Regions from separate parts of the Bos taurus genome. Here region 1 is linked to region 2. Evidence: chromatin contacts called from public Hi-C data. All regions are on one chromosome and are shown on one strand. The core of a region is the stretch at or near the end of the contact, and the rest is flanking DNA. Distances in the headings are between cores, read along the strand shown. Region 1 overlaps RNF150 (ring finger protein 150). Region 2 holds the start of RNF150 (ring finger protein 150).

The links. A called contact is a pair of places that touch in the nucleus more often than the background predicts.
Region 1: a Hi-C map of liver shows a contact between it and region 2, with 8 times the contacts expected there. The contact joins the enhancer-like site here to the promoter of RNF150 in region 2. A contact is called at or near these places in 5 of 11 Hi-C or Micro-C datasets (blastocyst, liver, skeletal muscle and 1 more).

What each region holds. Positions count from the first base shown.
Region 1 is chr17:16,913,882-16,917,583 of ARS-UCD2.0, reverse strand. All of the region lies in intron 6 of RNF150 (ring finger protein 150), which reads right to left. Among named protein-coding and RNA genes, the nearest start is that of TRNAR-CCU, 47 kb to the right of the region's middle. Within about 2 kb of position 2,138, at least 7 of the 102 cell types and tissues checked have an H3K27ac peak or open chromatin away from gene starts, as enhancers often do.
Region 2 is chr17:16,635,721-16,638,961 of ARS-UCD2.0, reverse strand. RNF150 (ring finger protein 150) reads right to left here and starts at 1,410. Exons shown (of 7, transcript XM_024977572.2): 1 at 270-1,410. The coding sequence starts at 759.

The DNA.
Region 1 (3,702 bases), core at 889-3,388, 280 kb before region 2:
GCGAGGATTCCAGCAGAGGGCGCCCTGCTCCCTTGCAATAACATCCCGTTTAACACTAAGTACCGTAGACGCCAACGCAAACACAGACTGAAGAGTCCTTAAGTTAATAGTCCTGCCATTGATTCACGATCTATCACTACAGGCAAAGTTTGGTATTTTCTTCAAAAGAGCAGGATATGCTATAATTAACTAGCTCTTATACACGAAAATTCTTTGGCTATTTAAAGTCTTCACATTCTCAAAGAGAACAATATTCTGAGTTCAACAAAGCGCTCGATTTGTCTGAAACTTCTGAGGGAAAAGGAGACTAAGCACTCGACTGTCAGAATGGTGCAGTACTAAGGCCATGATGCTTTTTTTTTTTTTTTTTTTTTTAGATTTCTGGATATCATAAGAGAAATCCAGCCTGCAAGAGAAACCCCCCTAAGATTTCATTCACAGTTTCATTCAACCAAGTGAACCAACTTCACTTTTATTTATGAGCACATTGGGAAAAAGTTACACTAGCCACTGGAAGAAACATGTGTCCATTGGGAGGGTGGACACGTGTTTGGATGGTCTTTGGTTTATACAGTACACATGGTCCCCACCTGATGTTCTCTGCTTCTCCAAGTCTTTCACTTCAGTAAGGAGGACAAGACCACTGATGTCCTGCCAAGCAACGACTTTCGGTGACTCAGAATGAGCTACCTTCTCCATGGGTTTTCTCCCTCCCTCTCTTCAGACCCACAGAGCCTCTGGAGAGATGCATGTTTTTGACTTATTATCCTCAACAAATATTTGTCCAGTGGCTAGAGACAGAATGGCTTGGTGGTAAATGCAAATGTTAACAGTAGCACAAGGAAAAGAAGGTCTTTAATCACGGAGATTTCTGGAGAAGCCACTTGATCATGAAGCACTCAAGGCATGCATCATTTAGAGGACAGTATAGAGAGATGTAAATAACCTCAGCAGCTCCTTTGCAGAATGAGAGGGGTTTGCAATTAAAGGACTTGATAATGAAGAGTCTACATCCAGGACCTGGATGCATTGCTTGAGTTTTGGGATGATTAATTTAGTGACACCCAAAGGTCAAAGAGCACAGTGTGGCTACTCATCTGTGGGTCTTTATAAATTACAAGGGGCCTGGAGTCATGAGATGGGGAGGGGAGGGCAGGAAGGTAAGAGGTAAGTGATGAGAAATGCACACCTGCTTCTCAGAATTAATTTATTTTTCAGATAATCCCAACCTTCTTTGCAATCAGGAGTGTTTAACTCACAAGCGTTAAACTCCTTAAGATGAACACAAGGCCTCATAGAGGTCTTGTGGAGGATTTTAGTTTTAAATCCTCTGATTTAAAACTGATTCAGGAAGAGCATCCATGCACTTTCCCTGCCATCTTCTTTCCTAACTCCCTGTGGGTAAAAGCATCTCTGTGCATGAGTGCTTAGTTACTCAGTCGTGCCCAACTCTTTGCGACCCTCTGAACTATAGCCCAGCAGGCTCCTCTGTCCATGGGATTTTTCAGGCAAGAATGCTGGAGTGGGTTGCCATTTCCTCTTCCAGGGAATCTTCCCGACCCAGGAATTGAACTGGCATCTCCCACGTTTCCTGCATTGCAGGAGGATTCCTTACCCGCTGAGTCATCAGGAAGCTGTATCCTCACCACCTTTTAATTGCCCTTATCAAAAGTACTGTTCAGTTCTGGCCATGCAAATAACACAGAGGGAGTTCTGTGATGCAGGGCACCTCACAAGGAACTATGCATCCCTAACTTTGGGTGAATGGTTTCTTTTTGCTTCTTTTTCAGTTTCAAGGAAGAAGTGGCCTCTCAGATCACTTACAAAGAGCAAGTTCTTGTGCCAAGATGTTAAGAAGCAGGAGTGGACATCGGATACGGTACAGCCCATGTGTTTTTCCAAGAAATCCTAACCCTGGGGGCCTGTGGTGAACTGAGAAGGTCACAGATGCTGGGGGTAGAAGATAACAGATTAGACAGCCTTCTGGAATTGTTACCTTGCCATTATTTGCCTCGGAGACTTTGCTGGAAAGGAAGTCTTTTTTTTTTTTTTTTTTTTAAGGCAATAGCTAGAGGTGGTCTGTGATAAAATTAGTGACATGAGAAGTGAAAATGAGGCAAACTCCACTACAGAGGAAGTTAATTTGCTTTTATAGTCAACTGGTTTTCCTCATCAGAAGTGCAGAGATAGATTCTGCCACACAATAAAAAGAAGAAAAACATCAACAACAGGAAGGACGGTAATCACAATAATAACACCTCTTCAGATCCACTAAGGTTTTTCTGTCCTAAAAGATGGGAAAAGGATTCATGTGGGGGTGTGCAGACAAGGAAAGAGATAGGCAGTCAGAGAGCCAGAGAGAGACACACCCAGACAAAAAAGGAAAGAAATCTAAATGAAAGTATTATTAAAAAATGCTACCAGAAATGGCCTCAGAGGCTCTATTACCACAGAGGGTTGGAGCCTCCCTCCACAGAGGGTGTGACTCTCTCTGTGGTTTTCTGAAAGGGTTTTGCTTTGATGAGGTTTCTTTGTTTTCAGTCCAGGTGATGCCTTCAACAGACAACTAAATGCTCTGCAAGAATTTTCATCTCGACTAGATGAACGTGATGGTAGTAAGAGTCCAAGACAGGCTGTCTGTCATCGTTTTTGGTTCTGAAAGGATGTCAGCTTCAGGAATGTCAGAGCACTAGCAGAACTAGCCTGGGTACCATTGGTTGGGATGACCGAATCCAGACCCAGGAGCATGCAGGATGTTTCCAGCAGAATGAGGGAAAACAAAACAGAGAAACCTCTTTGACCTGTGACTGATTCATGTTGCTGTATGGCAGAGGCTAACACAATATTGTAAAGCAATTATCCCCCAATTAAAAGCAAAACAAAAAAACACCCTCTTTGCCTCCATGGTCATGATCATTACTCAGTGACGTCAGAAAAGGTAGATGCCTTTGCTACTTTTAACTTTCTACCTTCTCCAAGCTCTCCATCACTCCCTGCCAGGATGACAGAGTTGACACTTTAGGGGTGATCCAAACCTAGAGATGAAATCAAAATATCGATGCTCTATTCATGATCGAAGTTCAGTTCTGCCCAAAGGGACCAGCCACACAGGATACAGCAATTCCTAGAGGGGACTCTAAATTACACTGAGGGAATGGGGATGCCCGTTTTCTTGCCCACCTCCTTGGGGCCGAAGGGGGATGCTTACTTCTGAGTTGAGAGCTGGTTTCTGAGTTTCAGGGCATCATAATTCACAACTTGAGGCTGGAAAGTCACAAGCTCCTAAGACTTCTCCTGTATTGAGAAGGCCACACAGAGTCTCGTGTTTGGAGCCTGTATGTACCTTGCCACTTTTTCCTCCCAAATCCATGCATTTTAGCCAAAGTGATGGGGCTAGGGGCCACTGGGACTAGGAAAAGACCATCTGCAGGGGGACCAGGGGTGGAAGTAAATCTGCATTACTAGAATATGGAATTCTGTTTGGCTCCTGAATGCCACACATCCGTCCAAGGGTGGACGTGAAGGATATAATTTTGTCTCAGCACCAAACCAACATGCTTTGTGTGATTTCTTTAAAAAACAAACAAACAAACAAAAAAAAAACTGGTCAAGGAAGTAATGGCAAATGGTCATGGACAATTGTGGTAAGGTTAAACAGGCCCAGCAAAAATTTCAGGAAGGATGTTCTGAATATTTATCCAT
Region 2 (3,241 bases), core at 161-2,660:
GGCCCCCTCGGCCAACCCCTGTCCGAGTGGCTCTGTGTTAAGTGGAACGTACTCCCTGGTCCCCACAATGCAGTGAGTCCTCTCTTCTTTGCAAATCCCACGAAGTGACGCAGAGCGAAACTTAGTAGGTCTAGGCAGCAGAGACGCGTCTTTAGCAAAGCACAGACTTCCCAGAAAGGAGCGAGGAGGCAGGCGCTGGATCCTTCTCGGCGCCTCCACCCGCCCTGGGCTCCCCGCCCCCGCCCCGAGCCCGCCCGGAGCCCGCTTACCTGCGTGGGGCATGGTGATGGTCTCGTTGGTGTTGGAGCCCACGTTGAAGATGACCACGGCGGAGGCGTTCTGCAGGAACGCATTCCGGATCTTATCCCTGTAGGTGCAGTTGCCCTTGGGGATGAGGGCTATCCAGTTCTTGCCGTGGGCCGGGGCGGCGAACTTGGTGTTGGGGTCGCAGGCCAGACGGTCGTGGGCCGAGCTGGCCATGACCACCTCCCCGCGGGCGTCCTGCTTGGGCGAGTGCTCCCCGTAGCGCCCGCACTCGGTCCTCTCGGTGTGCAGCTCGGCGGCGGTGGTGGCGCCGCCCGCCGCCCCGGCCCCGGAGTCCGGCGCGGGCTCGGCGTAGGTGATGTTCACGAAGGCTGTGTACCATTCCTCCTTCTCGGCCACGGTGAAGTCCAGGCACACCAGATGCACGAAACAAAAGGAAAGCAGCCATGTTGAGAGAGCCAGGCTGCGGCACGCTTGGATGAGAGACATTGCCATCTTTATCCGCCGGGGCCCCCTCCCCGCCCCCCGCGCGCTCCCCCCCGCGCCGTCCCTCCTCCCCAGCCCCGGCCAACCCTGGGCCGGCCGCTCGTCGTTGTCCTCCTCCTCCTCCTCCTGCTCCTGCTCACTCCCGGGCCCGGGGGGCCGCGGCCGGGACGCGCAGCCGCCGCGGAGACAGAATTCGGAGCGAGCGGATGGCGCCGGCCCCTTCCCCTTTCAGCCGGAGCGTGGCGGTTGCATCTCGCTTCGCGGGCGCCGGAGGGGCGCGGGCGGAGGGGGCGCTCAGGGTTTGCGGCGGAGTCCGGCTGCCGAGCGTCCTGCTCCTTCGCCCGGCTTCTCCTTCTGGCATAAGGGTGGCAGGGGGCCCGGGAGCGTGCGGGGTGGCGGCCCGGCGCCCTGCAGCCCGGGCGGGGACGGGCGCGGCTGCTCGGAGACCGGGGTGCCGGCGAGGTGTCCCGGTCGCCGTCGCCGAGCGCTGGGGCGAACGGGTCCGGCTGCGGGCGCGGCGGCCGCCACTGCTGCGCGCCGGGTCCCTCGGCTGCCGGCACTCGGCTCCTCGCCGGCGGCGCCCAGCACACACTTGCCGCGGGAGGGGCCGGCTCGGGGGTACCGGGAGCAAGCCGGCAGAGAGAAGACTACGCGGTCAGTGAGTGTGTGCGTGCGTGTGTCTGTATATGTTTGTGTGTGTCTACTGTGTGCGTGCAAGGAGGAGCTTAGTGTGATGTCAAAGATTCTAGGCTTCTCTTGCCACGCTTCCCCGGTTCTCTCTTTATGGGCAGCAGCGACCCCTGCCGGGTCTCAAATTCCACCTACTCTGCGACTTGGTCCAGGTGGAGGCGAAAGGAGGAAGCGATCCCTAGACCTAGGAGGACAGGAACAACTTCCTGCATCTTAAATGTAGAGACGTCTGTGTGTGTGTGTGTGTGTGTGTGTGTGTGTGTGTGTGTGTGTGTGTGTGTGTGTGATAAACTTTTCTGTTTGCAGAAGGAACTGCAGCGAACTCCTGCATCTTAAATGTAGAGAAGTGTGTGTGTGTGTGTGTGTGTGTGTGTGTGTGTGTGTGTGATAAACTTTTCCGTTTGCAGAAGGAACTGCAGCGAACTCCCTAATAACCCATCCTAGGGCCAATGGGTAACTTTAGTTGGTAGCCAGGTCTTTCCAACACCATGCCTCGAGTGTCTAGGGCGGCGATAATCAAAATTGAAAGTACATCCGTGTCACAAGAGGGCGGAGGCAGAGTAGGTGGTATTTAAAACTCAGACTGATGGGCCCTGCTGCAGTTTCTCATTCGGTACATCTGGGGTGAGTTCCATATTATGTTTTTCTAACAAGTTACCCAGTCATGTTGATGCTCCTCGTCTAGGGACCACCCCATCAGCATGCATCTACACGTGGGCTTCTTTCTTACTGTCTGGCAGCAAACGTGATATATGTTTTCCTATAGAATGAGTGTTCTCTAACTCCTTAAGAAAATAAATTGGGTGAGCTATTTCTTTACTGTGGTTTTTTTTTTTTTTTTTTTCCTTCTGGTTGTCATGACAGGTAACAGAATACTTACAGCTCAGTAGACAAGGTATGTTGGTTTAGGGGTTGTTTCTAGAGTATTGCCCAGCTTTGCATAGAGATCACAACTAGTTATCAAAGAGTAAGCCACTCTGGAGCTGTGTTCTTAAAACTTCGATACAGCACAATTCCTTACCAAGTAAATGAGTGGTTAACTTTTCACACCCACAGTTTCCCTGGCTTGAGATACCCATCAAGTCTCAAAAATAATTTGTGTGATGGTTCTTAATCACCCACATTGAACTTCCCAGCTGGCACTCTTTCCGAGAACTCAGGATCCAATTCATGATGAAAACAAAAGTCCACCTTTCACCCCCTCCCACCCCAAACATTAGCATGTTTGCAGAGATCTGTTAATGGCTACCCATCAGCACGGGCTGTTCTTTTTCCAGCAGGGATAGGAACAGCTGGTGGCTGTTAGGGAGACCAAAGAATCCCAGTTATACCCAAATTAGAAGCAGGCCCAAGAAGAACTACTTGGAAGAATGTGTCTCTGTGGTATTGGATGTGCTGGGTTTGTGTGTTTCCCTAACTTATTCATCTCAGAAAATAGGCTTCTAGGCAATTGGGACAGTGCTTTTTATAGCGCCTAATGCCAAAATGGCAAAAGTGAAGACTGCCTGGCAGCTGGTTCCTGAACCACTAGAGATCTGAGTCCATTGCCCAAAAATCCCAGCGAGGTTTTTGAATAGAGGCCTCACAAACCAGAGTGGTTCACCATATTTCTCTGACTCTTAGCATTTTTTCTCCAACCACAAAACTTGGTGAATCTGATTCATTAAGAGTGTGTGACTTACCGGTTCTTCTCTCCCTTAGAGGATAAGTCAGAGGCTGAGGAGATGGCAGGATGAAGGAGGTAGCTTCCTGGCTGGGAGACTGATTAATTATAGGGCTATTGGGCAAATATGTAAAATAT